Linked DNA regions of Rattus norvegicus: region 2 is linked to region 1. The links are chromatin contacts, called in public Hi-C maps. All regions are on one chromosome and are shown on one strand. Each heading gives the region's core, a stretch centred on a gene start, on an enhancer-like site or on the middle of the called end of the contact. The rest is flanking DNA. Distances are from core to core; before and after follow the strand shown. Region 1 has its middle 180 kb from the start of Arid1b. Region 2 overlaps LOC102548409 (a long non-coding RNA gene).

Region 1 (7,284 bases), core at 2,797-5,296:
CAGGACAATGACAACCCTTGACGTCCCTTATTGCCTCCAAAGCTTTGTCTTTGGTGGCAGGATCTTACAGCAGAAGCTCACATCCTCCATCATGGAGTTGACAATCCACCTTCCCTAAGGGTTGAAGACGCTAGAATAGGAAAACCAACAGGAGCATGCAGATGCTTTACAGCCAATCACCTGGCGGGGAAATGAATAATTATTCGAGCATCAAGAACATCCCTCGATACTGATCTTCTGAGTGTAGAGAGGACAATGAACAGCACAAGAGCTACTTCTTCCAAATCTAGACATGGGCTAAACATAGCCTGGCTCAGTCTGCACACTACAAACGCACTGGAGCGTCTCAGTCTTCTCCTCCGGTGACAAACCTGGGGCCTGTTCTCGATAGCCACTGTTCGTGCTTCATCTCAGACTTTGAATCCCTTTATACTTTCAGATCTCTGGTCTTTGGGTTTTCCGGATATTTTCTTATCAACTATTTTCCACTTTGCTAAATCTCTCTTTAACCCCTTGAATCCGCCATTAAGCCTGTCTGTCAAGTCTTCAATTGTAATGACTTCTCTGTGAAAGATTCTTTATTCCTTTTGCAGTTTCTCGTTCTCTGCTGAAATTGTCTATATTTGCATTAATTTCCCTGAACATATCAATCATAGTTACTTCCATATCCATGTCGCATGATTTTATCATCTTGACTTCTTTGTTTTCCTCCCATCCTTGTCTTTTTATTGGTTGATTTGCCTTGTTATTTCTTTTAATTTTTTAATTGATTGTTTATGAATTTCACATCATGTACCCCAATCCCACTTATCTCCCTTTGAATCCACCCTCCCTGCCTTTGCAACTGTCCCCCCCAAGAGCAAACAATAAAAACAAACAAAAACTTATTCTGTAAGTATGTACACTATACCACTAAGCATACTACGCTAGACTACGCTACACTACACTGTACTACACTGTACTATAGCTACTAAGTAGGTAGAGAGATGTAGGCCGTATCACTACAGAATATTGTGAGCATCTAAAGAAGGGGCATTAACTCTTCCTGTTGACAAATGTCCTTTTCCATTCCTGCTTCCATGACTACTAATTCATGATCCCCTAATGGCTTTAGCCCCTGGAATAAGCAATTGGGAATCCCAGGACTAAGCATGGCATGGGGTTCCCTGGTAAGGTGCAGCTGGAAGTCTGAGGTCTGAATGGATAACCCTGGTCCCAAAAGTAACATGTGTATCAGATCTGTCTTGGTTTGCAACACCAGTGAATTTGGGTACAAATTAGCCCAGAGATCGGGAACTCTGGATTGGGTCAGCATGCATGAGTCGCCATGGCCCTGAAGAGTCAGCCAGCAGAACTGGAAAGAAGACTCATCCTCCACTCTACCATTATTGCTGTCTAGTACTTTCTGGGTGTCCCCCAAGGCCATCAACAACAGGTCACAGCCAGGCCTGCGACACGAGGAAGGGCCACTCTGGGATTTCATTTTCTACACTGAATTGCTATGCACATGTATACAAACCTTTTATGTCTTCGTTTCTCTACCCGTGCAGTATCACATCAGCTGACTTTTCGAGTTTTACGATAGCCGTGGCTCCACTCATTAGTTTATTTCATTGGTCAGTCACCTCCTTCCTGCCGTCGCCTTTCTTGGGATGGTCCCCTGATCACTTCTTATTAAACCCTACAAGGTCAGGGCTGCTGTTGTCCTGTTTCTGGAGGAAATGAAACGAGCCAAAGGTTTAGAATGGGGACAGTGGAGAGGGCACAGCTGGAAGAAGCTTGCCACACAGCATGAAGACCTGAGCTTGGGTTTGCCCATGGGAAAATAGCCATGTGTCTGTGACTCCATCTTGGCCAGGTAGAGACAAGGGGATCCCTCAGGGGCTTCCTTGTCAAAGGGTCTGGCTGAGTTGGTGAGCTCCAGGTGCAGTGAGAGACTCTGTCTCACAATAATAAAGAAGGTGGGGAGTGACTGGATGAATGAAGGTTCTTGGTGTTGCCCTCTGGTCTCTAAGTGTATACATCCATAGCCACACACACACACACACATGAACCTGTACGCACTAACATGTATATCTGCATATCACACACACTACACACACACACACACACACACACACACGGAGAGAGAGAGAGAGAGAGAGAGAGAGAGAGAGAGAGAGAGAGAGAGAAGTTCAGAATGAATTGTTCAAGGTACTACAGAAAATGATGAGATCCTAGTACCAATCCTACTCAGTGTATTCTTCAGTGCTACATAGCAAACCCAGGACCTGGCAAATGGTAGTTAGGTGCTAACTGATTCTGCTGGGGACATTACAACATCATGCATGCAGGACTAGTTAGATACATCATTACAGGGCCTCACCTGCATACACACACACGTGTGTGTGTGTGTGTGTGTATGTGTGTGCAAGTGTATGTATATGTGTGTATGTGTGTGTATGTGTATATGTGTGTATATGTGTGTATGTATATGTGTGTATGTGTGTGTATGTGTATGTGTGTATATGTGTGTATGTATATATGTGTGTGTATGTGTGTGTATATGTGTGTGTATGTGTGTGTGTGTATATGTGTGTATATATGTGTGTATGTATATGTGTGTGTATATGTGTGTGTATGTATATATGTGTGTGTATGTGTGTATGTGTATGTGTGTGTATGTGTGTGTGTGTGTGTGCACACTCAGGCACATACTTTAGCATGTGTGTGGGTGTCAGTGGATAGTCTGGATAATCTCAGGTGTGATCCTTACCTTCCTCTTTATCGTTACAGGATTCCTCCCACCTCTCCCTTCTGTCTCACCATAGTAACACTGGGATAACACACAGCATTTCCACACTTAGCTTTTCATGGGTTCTGGGGATTTGAACTTAAGTCCCCATGTTTGCACACCAAGCACCTTATCTGTTGAGCCAAACCACAGCTGGCTGATGGGAAAAAAACAAATGAACAAAAGAAAGACAACCCCCCCCCCAAAAAAAAAAACCCAAACCGAAGAGTGGATGAAAGAGTACAGGAAACGCTGTGCCCTGCAAGGACGGCGGGGAAGCTTGGTCTCCCGCTTGAGCTCCTCAGTGCTTTATGTGGGACCACAAGAGTCAGGAGTGCAGGGCTCCCTTGGGGGGCAGTTGACTCTGGCTGCTTGCCTGCTGTGTACCCCGCTTTCTCCCACTGAGCAGGTTTTATGGAGGCCAGGCTGAGCTCCCCAGGGAGCAAGACACTTCTCCTTGGCTCCAATCTTAAATTACAGCTCTCTGTGGGGAATAGCACCATGGAATCAGTGTGCAGACTAAACCCGAGTGTCACCAAGCAAATATTTCACATTTCATGTTAAATCATATCCTAAAACAAGTGTGAAGAACTGGGATTAAGTGAGAAATATACATTTAAGGGGCTGAGACGGCTTAGAATGAGGGTGAAATCCAGCCATACTATCCCGGTCCCTTCTTGGGGAGTCTGGGAACCCCGTTCCCTGTGCTGAATGTCCAGAGATGCACGAGGAGCAAGAGGTGTTGAGGCAGGATAGGGTGTGCTGTCGGGATGACAGCTGCTAGACACAGTGGCTGACAGACTCAGAAATGTACGTGCGGTTTGGGTTTGAGGAAAGAGATTTCTCTTATTATGCATACCCACAGCTAAAGGAGGGCGGGGCGAGGAGAGTAGGGCAAGGAGAGCTTGTGGGTAGGCGGGTAAGGAGGACAGAGTGCATGTTGCAAGGGGAGCAGAGAGCAGGGCAGGGAAAACAAGCAGAGTGGAAGTGTCTCTAGGACACCCCAGCATCCTTGCAGAATGACTCCGTGCTGAGCAAGCAGGCCACTTTCTTTAAACAGTTCCTTCACGGGACTCTCTGCTCGCCAGCAGCTTATGCAGCCTCACCGAGTGGTGTGGGGAAGGCACCCGCCCGGCTGGCTTTTATTCTGGTTTAGTAGTGGAGTGTGTCATGGAGCTTGCTGTGCACAGTGGAAAGGCAGGACCCTAGTGTGTCCCCGCCGCCATCCCCTTGCTCTGTGAGTTGGAGCTCCACAGGATCTGGGAGGCAGGCTATGGGTGCCAGCCAGGAGAGCTAGCTCAGCGGCAGGGCGGGGATACATGACACCTAGCCTTCGAGCCCAGCCCCCGGGGACAGAAGCAGGTGGCAGCTGAGGCCAGCCTTGCAAGAGGATCCACAGGGCTCTAGGGCTGTGCTAAAAGGAGGCAGCTTATTTTTAGTTGTTGGTTCCTCCCTATTAATATTGCTTAAGTGTCGGCTTATTTATCTAAGGGACCATGGAGCTTAAAAACTTAAAAAAAAATAAAATAAAAATAAAAAAATAAAAAATGTAAATTTGCAGCAAACACTGTAAGAATAACTTTGTGAAAACGATGATTTTTCCCCCTTCCTCCTCCTCTTCTTCCTCTTCTCGTTATTTTTTAAAAACAGGGTTGTGTGTATTTTTTTTAAAATGTCCCAGGCTGGCCATGAACTCATTTTTCCGCTAAGAAAATCGTCCTATCCTTCTGCCCCCTTGAGGGCACACCACCATGCCTTGTTTTATAGAATGCCTGGGCTAGAACACAGGGCATCTGCATGCTAGGAAAACACTCCAGCAACTGAGCTCCCTTCCAGCCAATCATTAGCTCCCTTCCAGCCAATCATTAGCTCCCTTCCAGCCAATCATTAGCTCCCTTCCAGCCAATCATTAGCTACCTTCCAATCATTTAATCACCATTTCTCTTTGGGGTTCCCTGTATGTTATACATGCCCAACTACTGTACCATCCCAACAGTATGATCCCGATGTGTGGACAGTTACCCTGGCAACATCAGGTTGTCTTTTCTTGTCACTCATTCTGAGTCTGCGTGGATGGGAGGGAGCAGACACTGTTGTGAACTGTAGGAGCTGATCAGGCAGCTTCTGCTCAGGAACAGACACTTGGCGCTATCACAGAAACTTCAGAGCATTCTGGAGTCCAGCAGACTGAGGTCAAGGTGTTGGCAGGGTTGCTTTTAGTCCTTCACTTGTATATAGATTGTGTCCTCACAGGGCTTCCTCTGTGTGTGTGTCTGTGCCACGACCTCTTTATAACAGCTTTGGCCATACCGGATTAGAGCCCATCCTGGGGGCCCCATCTTAATTTCCTTATAAAAAAAACTTTCTCTCGTTAAGAGGATACATTCCAAAGTATCATTGATTATGACTTCCAGCAAGAACATGTGGAAGGCTAGTGGATGTAGGATGGGGTGGAGACACGACTTAGCCTGTGACACTAGTAAAACGAAACGACCCAACTGGCAAGGGGAGGAGAAGACAGTTGAGCCATCTCTCCAACCTCCAGCTTCGTTCTTGAAGATGTGTGCCACCCTGGTGGTGCAGGCTGCATACCAGCTTGTTGGTACCCTCTGTGCCATGATGTTCCTTGTTGGACATTCATCCTGAGGCTTCTCTTCTCCTGACCTCTGACCCACTTCACCTTCACTGACCAACACTGGCCTCTTACATAGACTCCCAGAAAAGGAGGTGTGTGTGTGTGTGTGTGTGTGTGTGTGTGTGTGTGTGTGTGTAGAGGCCAGACAACAATGTTGGGTCTAATTCCTCAGGTGACATCTACTTTATTTATTTCTGAGACAAAAATCTCTCATTGGTCTGGAACTCAGTGAGTGGGCTAGCCTGGGTTGCCAACAAGCCCCAGGGCTCCACTTCTCTCCGCCTCCCCAGGGTTGAGGTTAAGACTACACACTGTTTCAACACCTAGCTTTTTTATGAGTTCTGGGGGCACTGAACTCAGGTCTTGCTGCTACAGTAAAACATGTGACCGAGATGTCATTGTGGCCTGAAAAATGGTCCTGTTGGTGAGGAAATTCCAGTTCAAGTTGTAATCCTTTCAGTTCAAGGCCCAGACCAAAGTAGACTGTCCCTCCTTCATACCTTTGTGCCATTTGTGCCTTGGAAGGCGTCTTAGTTAGGGTTTACTGCTGTGAACAGACACCATGACCAAGGCAACTCTTATAAGGACAACATTTAATTGTGACTGGCTTACAGGTTCAGAGGTTCAGTCCATTATCATCAAGGTGGGAGCATGGCAGCATCCAGGCAGGCATGGTGCAGGCGGAGTTGAGTTCTACATCTTCATTTGAACAGAATACTCCCTTCCAGGCAGCTAGGATGAGAGTTTTATAGCCCACACCCACTGTGACACACACCTCCTCCAACAGGGCCACACCTTCTAATAGTGCCACTCCCTGTGCTGAGTCTACACAAACCATCACAGAAGGGCCTGTAGGGATGAAGCTCAAGGGTACCAAGAGCCCCTCCTGGGGCGAGAAGCCCCCTCCCCCTGGGACTTGTGTCATGCTTTGATCTCATCCTGCAGGGCAGATGAACTTTATCTTGACCCAAATGGAAATGAGAGTCCCATTTTCTCTCCGTGCTCCCAGATCTACTGAAGAAAGCTGACGTGTGGCATCTAAAAGAGGGGAGGCACTGGTCTGTGGTGTCCGGGATGGCTGTTGCTGGGTGGAAAAGGTGCACATTCCCAGTGAGAGGCAGCGCTGGGTAGGGGGCGTGGTTATGGAATGTGGGGAGACAGATGATCTCTGACCCTTTCAGGGCTTTCCTTGTAGCCAACATGAAATCCCCAAGACACTATTTCTTCTCTTCATTTTTTTGCTTTGCAAGGGGAAATGCTTTGCAAATCAGAAGGTCAAGGCTCTTCCACGTGGAGAACCCTTTGGAACGGGACAGAAGTCCACTTTGTGCAGTAAATCAGTCCTTCTGACGATCTGTGATCCCAACAAGCCTCTGGACGTTCTGGTGTCCCATGGGCTCTGAGACCAGACCTCTTACCACAGGAATATGGAGTGGTTTAACCTCTCTCCAGAGGCGGAGGTGGCTGATGTAGAAGAGAGGTGTCTACACAACTATACCTGGTTACTGTCTTCGTCTTCAATGGAATGAAAGCATTTCATCAGGGAGCTCAGCACATTACCAGCTGAACAATTAACAGTTGCTCTGTTTCATAACCCTCTCTTGAGGTGGTTAGTCTTTTCCCCATGGCTCACCAAGGGCACTGAAGACCTACTATGAGTCAGAATATTTGCTAGCTCTTGGACCCAAGGATTACCAAGCATTCTTTGAGACTTTCAGAATGCATCGGCAGCCGGGGATAGGCATTAGATAAGAACAACAACAACAACAACAACAACAAAAAAAACATTAAAATCAACCAACCAACCACCATCACCAACAAAACAAACAAAAAACAAACGACTCCCTCCCGCCCCACCTCAAGTATGACGTACATT
Region 2 (7,284 bases), core at 2,864-5,363, 100 kb before region 1:
AAACACACACCCACTTTCTTTTCCAACCCTGTGGATTGAGAATGTGACACCTGCATTTGATAAGGGAAGAGATGGCCGACTGAGCAGGCAAATACCTTCCTCAAGGTTTCAGTACTAGAGAGTGGCCTCCTCTCCTCCCAGGACTAGTTAAAATGTCAGCAACCTTGTTTCTCCCAATATTTCTGTGGCCAGACTTGCTCATCCCTTACTCCACACCTCTCTCAAGGGTTACCGCGGGCTATGCAGGTTCCCTGATATCAAGTACTGGAAGATATAACCTGAGTGTTGAAAGGCAGTGCACACTGGTCACGTGTTACCTTTGTCCACACAGGTGACCAAAATTTATGACATGGCCACCCATGACTTCACAGAGTGAAAAAAGCACATACAGTCTTACTGTCTGAGAGGAGTGAAGATTGTTTGAGGGCACAAAGGACAATGACGGAGAAAGAACGTGCTAAGAAAAAGTGTTTCCTGAAGCCTCTGCCCTTTGCCTCGTGTGGAAGCTTCTGTCTCCCAGGCTGAGCACCTCGTGGGCGGCAAGCGCTCAACACTTCATGGATATTATTTCTGATCCACACGACATCCTGTTAGGTAGATACTGTTGTTACCTTCCGCGCACAGATGAAGTTACTGAGGACCAGAAAGGTCTTGTGGTTGCCAGAGGCAGATGGCACAGGGAGTGAAAAATGATGCTTGCGAAGCCCTCAGGTCAGCTTGATTCCGGAGACTGTGTTCTTTGGTTCCCTGGAGGAGGATGCCCAATATGACCGACAGCACTCCTGTTGTAACAGAAGGACCCTGAGCTTCAAAATATGGAGACCTGCTTCAGCCAGTTCTACAGGGATGAGAGAGAAAGGGGGAAATTACTTAGAATGGCACCAACTAGAGAGAACCCCTAATATTTTAGGCATGCCCTTGCTAATTTGTAACCTGCTTCTTCAAATAACAATGCATCCTGTGCTCTTTTCCAATAAAGAGAGCTGTGGTTTTTAATGTCTGTGTCCATGTGGGTGCATATCATGTACTGTATGCCTGCAGGTGCACATTCAAGTTGGCCAGAGGTCAACACTGGGTGTTTGCAGGGGAGGGGATGAAGCCCTCAGTGTTAAAAATAATGATTCATTTTCCCTTCTGGCCCCTTAGTTCTCATCAATGGTAACTCTGAGACCAATTATTTATCATTAAATGCCTGGACCATAAGCTTTGGCTGATTCCCTGACTAGCGTGTAACTTATCTAACCATACAAATTATTCTTTGTTTGCCACTTGGTTAGTTACCTCTCCTCAGCCCCAACAGCTTCTTCCTTTGCATCTTCCCAGCATCTCCCCAGCTACTCAATTGGATTTTTCTTGTATCTCTCTTTATTTTATCCTGAGTTCAGCTACTTGCTGGTTTACAACAGGCTCCTCACTGCTCTCTTTAATCTCTCTCTCTCTTTTATACTATTTCCCAGAATCCTCTTTTCCTCCCAGTGTCCCACCTCCTATTCCCTGCCTCAGCTCATTGGCCATCAGCTTTTTTATAGACAGATGATGCTTTGAAGAGATTCTCTCTATACCTGAGTGAATGTGTACTGTTAACATGAGCGCAGCCATACCCAGGACCATGCTGCCTTAGACCAGTGGCTTTTAACCTTCCTAGCACTGTGACCATTTAGTACAGTTCCTCATGTCGTGGTGGACCCCAACCATAGAATTATTTTGTTACTACTTTATAGCTGTAATTTTGCTACCGTTATGAATCGTAATGTAAATGTCTGATATACAGGATATCTAACATTCAACCCCTAGAGGGGTTGAGGCCCACAGGTTAGGAACCATGGGAATCACAAGAACTTTTCCTGGTCTGAATAAGGATGTTGACAGTGTGAGGCAAAATCATGAAGCACGATTGTCTCTTCTAAGATGACTTCAGCCTGGTACTGATCCCCTACAGAGACCCACCCAGGGCTGCTGGTGTGTGTCTATCCAGGTTGCTGCCTACCCTTGTCCCCTTTTCTGTATAGGTGAATGTGTGTCTGTCGTTTCCTCATTCCCCTTTGATCCAGTAAGGTTACGTCCAAAGCTGTTCAGGTCCTGGCAGGTCTTAGTCCTCTGGAGGCACCCATTTTGATTTTTGAGACAAGGCTTCTCTTTACCCTGGAGCTTGCCAAGTAGGCTAGGTTAGCTGGCCAGGGGGCCCCAGGGATCTGAGTCTCCATCTCCTCCGTGCTGGAATTAGAAACACACACTACCACACCAAAGATCGTTATGTGGGTTCTGGGAATGGAACTCTGTTGCTTGTGTTTGCAGTGTAAGAATCTTACTAGTAGGCATCTCTCCAGCTCTGCAGTGTGGCTTAAGATTATTTATATTTTATGTATGTGAGTTTTGCCTTCATATACGTGGGGCAGCATGTGTGTGCCTGGTGCTGAGTCCCTGAAGCTGGAGTTACAATTATGAGGTGACTTGTGGGTACTGGGAACCAAGATGAGCCTTCTGCAAAAGCAACGGATGCTCTTAAAGGCCGAGCCATCCCTCCCGTCCTGAATTATATTTTTGATGTCTTCACTACACATTCCCTCGCTCTCCATTTTGTGACCTTGCCACCATTTATTTAGCATTCCTGAAGGCAGACATTTATCTTGTCTCCAGCGCATCCCATCTCTTTACAGAGATGACTAATACCTTTCTGTTTCTAAATCAACTCATGTCTTCACCAATGAGAAAGACCCTAATGGCCAAAGATGTTTAATGAAAACATCGGTTCCACACTTAACGTCTTTTTCCAGAGAGAACCTCATAGTCTCCCCAACTCCCTCAGTGCCTCCCTAACTCCCAACTCAGAGATTTTTCTTGGCATTTTTCATTCCGTGTACATTTTCTGAAGTTACCAAAACTGCTTACAGCTCTTTGCTTTTTTTTTTTTTTTGTGGTTCCTGTTTGTCCATGTTCTCTATTGTATCACATATTAACATTACTACTTAGCCCTACTATGTTCCTATCGTACATTCACTCCTTTGCTCACTTTCTGACCTCAATGTGGAAGTGCCTTTCCTGTCATCTGTGGCTGGTCCCCAAGGTTCTGTTCAATGGACTAACCTTTCATGAAGCCTATCCTGACCCCCCCACTCAATTAAAGTTAATGATCCTCATGCTAGCTTCCCAGGACTTCATTCTTGCCAACATACACTCATCCAGAAAAATGTACTCAGTGCTTATGGTGAACACTGGCCTAGGGCCTAGGGCAAATACCAAAATAATAAACCTTGCTACTCATACTTGGGGATCCTCACAGCCGTTTGGAGATGGTTAGAAACACATACACATACTCAAACTATTCCAGAGGGGTGGTCGGAGACACAGTTCAGTTGGCAGAGACTTGTAGTTGCTTAGCAGGCAAAGGGCTCTGGGTTCCATCCCAACCATCTCAAAAATAAACCAAAAAAAGACAGCAGTGCACACAAGGTGTCAAATGAAAAACTGACTTTTTATTTTATGCATGTTTCCACTTGGGAAAAATCAAGACCCTAAAAGAAGAGTTGGATTCTGTCCAGCTGCTGGGGTGAACCCTAAACCTCTACCCCAGCCACGCCCCCAGCCTTTGGGCCATGCTAATCCCCTCCCTGCAGAGCCCCCTAACACACCCTAAGCTAATGAAGACACCCAGGTCTGAGGAGTCACGGGGACTGAGTGGACCTCAGGCACGGTCCAACCTCGCTGCCCACGTTTCCCGGAGTCCGGTCTAGTTTTTACTTCTTCCTCTCTCCCTGAAATAGATACACAGCCGCCTCCAGATTTAGAACAGGAGCGGTGACTACTTCACGAAAGCCTGGAAAATATGACTTTTCCAGAAACGGTTCAGGTCGCTCATACATCTTAGGGTCCTGGCAACCGCAGATGTGGCGTTGCCCTCGGCCGAGGCTTTGCCTCCGGGGCCCGACTGGGAACTCGAAGGCTTCTCCAGCAGGGTGGAGGACGCCGGAGCGGGGCCTCTACGCCACGCAGTATGATCCGCACCCCATCCGGACCGGGTTTTGCCGCCCGCCGCGCTCCCGGAGCGGAGACAGGCGTCGCAGAGGCCTCCGCGGCCGGGGGTGGTTGGTGGCGGTGGTGTGTGTGAGGGCCGCACCGCGCACGCGCGCCGGAGGGGTCGCGGGCTCCTTGCTCCCCCGGCTCCGTCAGGCCGGAACCCTCGCGCCGCCGCCCCGCCCGGAGCCGCCCGGAGCCGCCCGCGCCCGGACCCGCGACGGCCGGGCGGGGCCTGTTTCCTCGGCCCGCGTCCTCGGGCTCGCAGCCGGGAAGGAACATTCCTGGCTCTCCCCGCCCCGCTGCGCCCGTTCCCGCTCCTCCCCCGCCGCGTGTTTTCCGCCCCAGTAAAGATCGTGCCACACAAATAAGCCTCGGATGCCCTTTGCCGAGCGGGCCATTTTCAGGGCGCGTCTCCGGAGCTGCTAAAAGTCTTAGTTTCTCCCCAAAGTGGAAGGTGTGGGGGGCGGGGGCGGCTGGGGCCGCTTCCAACTGCTCCGCACGCTCGAATAGTTGTCAGTAAAATCAAACTGACGTCAGCCCGGGGGGAAAAGATAGGTCTCTTTTGTTCTCATGTTCTCCCCCCTCCCCTCCCTTGCGATCAAAGGCAAAAAAACATTTTTTTTTTCTTTTGGAGGGTGGAGGGAAAGACAAAAAAAAAAGGGGGGGGGGAGGATTGCCGTGCAAAAAGATAGCTTCCATTAGAGCTTCTGCCCGGGCGAGGGGAATGTTTAATGAATGCATCAAGTCTTTTGATCACCCTCGCTCGGCTGGGTTCAGTAGTGCCGGAAGGTTAGTTGCATATCCTGTGGCTGATCTGAAATTCGATCAGCAGAGGGGGTCAAAGAAAAGAAAAGCATTTTAATGGGAATCAATAGAGGAGCATAGGTCTTGGAAGGAAATACGTGTTGATTAAAAATGCCACAAGATTTTTTAAAAAAATGTTCAAGACTGGTTTAGAGAAAACGAGAAAAAGGAAAATCGAGGGAGGGAGAGAGGGAAGAGAGGAGGGGGAGGAGGAGGGGGGAAAAAACCCTTAGCAATCTATTTTCTGTGTGCTGCTGCCAGAGAGGCAGTCGGCAGACCAACAGTTTGTGTAATGCTTCAAGCTACAGCGGGCAAATTTAAAGCTGTATGCTCAGAACAACATAATAAATACTTATTGAAAATGCATTTCTATTTCTAAGCGGGGCTCACTCATGCATTATACAAAACACCCAGGGCTGCAGTAGCAGACACAAGGGGACAAATAAGGTATACTGTGACTCGAGTCCTTAAAACTAAACTATGGGGCTTATAACAGTTGAGAGCAGAAACAAACAAACAAACAAACAAAATTTCCCTTAAGTCGAAAACTAACAGCTTTGAACAAAACCAAAGGCTTAAAATGGAAACTTTAAAGAAGTTATAATTTTAAAAAACGTCTCAAAACCGTGAGGGTAAGGAGAAGGGCATGGAGGGAGCCAATGGTAGTAGATAGCATATTGATTGCCTTACAGAGTAGAAAATTATTGCCCTGTAGGTAGTGCAAGTGATCAACAACGTATAAAACAGTTGAAGGTTTTCATGGCACTCCACCTACTACAGAGGAAAAGGGAAAGCAGCTTTCTTTAAAGCCAGGCTCACACCCACCCACACATATACTCTCTCACTCCTGTCTGCCTGGCCTGTTGGAAGAGAATCAATAGTATTTAAATTTTTACACGTTCAACAAAGACAACCCTTTCCTCGTGGAGAGAACATCCCAAGAACAATGTGCTGGAGAGCTTCCTTTAGAAGAGTTCTAGCAGCTCTTGACTGGGCTCCTGGATGCCAGTCCTCAATCTTCATCCACGTCTTTCTTACTCTTGTTCTTTCTGTCTCTAAAGAATATACAAAGGGATCAAAAAAGCATTCTCAGTGTAATTTCCCTTGGATATTCCCAATAAAGTTCTCCATTCAGCACCTCCCCATTCCGAATTCCTTATGTTCCAGTCTCTCACGCAGCGTGGTATTTTCATATAGTCTTTGCGTGACTGTGTGCTGTTTGACGCGTGGCCAATGATGACTGAGAATGTAGCGCACAGCACATTTGTAGATGGCAGTCATGTGACAGTGTCAGAAGGTTGGATACCTCTTCTGTAAATCATCTCCAGTTTGTATTCCTAACACATCCTAAATGTCATGTATGCTGCACTGTTTAGTCTGTACAGCGGGGTGTGTTGGCATGAGGTGAGGTGAGGTTAAGGAGGGGCTTGAAAATCTGAGGTAAGCCTGAGTTACATAGCAAGGCCATGTCTAAAAAGGAAAGAAAGGAAAAGAAAGGCAAGATCGTTCATGGATGGGTTGACTCTATCACAGAAGCTATAGATAGATATAGGAGCCAAAATTGTTGACTGCCTTTAATGTGATGGCTGGAGGGCCCATCAAAATTGAAACTTTGTTGTTTACCACATGTAACTTTAATTTTTTTAAACCTTATTTTTAATGATGGTCCTTAAATGCTTTAACCTCCCTTTACCCCACTACTCACCTCGGGTAGTTGAAAGGATTTGGGGGAAGTGAACCTGTTTAGAAAGGTTCTTTGGAGCAACTCCCGTCTGTGTTGTCTGGAAATCGGCAGTTCAGTTCACAGGTTAGCAGCAGCAGCTCGATCCACTCACAAACCACCTCACTGATACACCAGGAGTCCAGTTTGGTAAAGTCAGATAAGCAAACAGGAGTCAGCACTGGTGGCAGGACCTAGCAAAGACAGCTAGGCCTCAGCCTCTGCTTGAGTCGCAGGAAGGACCAGGAGGTTCCAGGGATCTGAACTGGGAACTCAGGTCATTCTGCTTGCACAGAGAATGCTTTGTACCCCCTGAAGACAATACTAGGTGCTTTGAAAGCAGAGGCTATACCGTTCTCATCCCTAATCCCATTGTTGCTGCTTAGATCAGAATCTTGCATGTTGAAAGTGAAGCTAGCTGATGGACATCTCTGAGTTTATAAGGGCAGAGGATACAGTGGTTGGATTTCAGAAATGGAAAGTGTTGTTTGGTAATTTCAGATTGCTGACTTAAGTTCTTTAAAGTTCAGATGCCTCTTTGGTAAAATGGAAAAACTATACTTACCTCCCAGACTCATTTATGTGATGAAACAATGTATGTAAAGCATATTGTGTAATGTTTATAAATAATATATTTGTGCTATATATGATACATCATATAATATGCATGCATCTGTCTATCATCTGTCTGTTTGTCCATCTATCTATCTATTATCTATCTATCTATCTATCTATCTATGTATCTA

What was found. A called contact is a pair of places that touch in the nucleus more often than the background predicts.
Region 2: a contact with region 1 is called in a Hi-C map of psoas muscle, with 2.5 times the contacts expected there. The contact joins two enhancer-like sites. A contact is called at or near these places in 8 of 12 Hi-C or Micro-C datasets (Schwann cells, frontal cortex, hepatocytes and 4 more) and 1 of 1 datasets of contacts at active chromatin or transcription factors (oligodendrocytes).

What each region holds. Positions count from the first base shown.
Region 1 is chr1:47,786,208-47,793,491 of GRCr8, reverse strand. No RefSeq gene overlaps it. Among named protein-coding and RNA genes, the nearest start is that of Arid1b, 180 kb to the left of the region's middle. Within about 2 kb of position 4,046, at least 13 of the 93 cell types and tissues checked have an H3K27ac peak or open chromatin away from gene starts, as enhancers often do.
Region 2 is chr1:47,890,265-47,897,548 of GRCr8, reverse strand. LOC102548409 (a long non-coding RNA gene) reads left to right here. Exons shown (of 2, transcript XR_349981.5): 2 at 332-996. Among named protein-coding and RNA genes, the nearest start is that of Arid1b, 80 kb to the left of the region's middle. Within about 2 kb of position 4,113, at least 89 of the 93 cell types and tissues checked have an H3K27ac peak or open chromatin away from gene starts, as enhancers often do.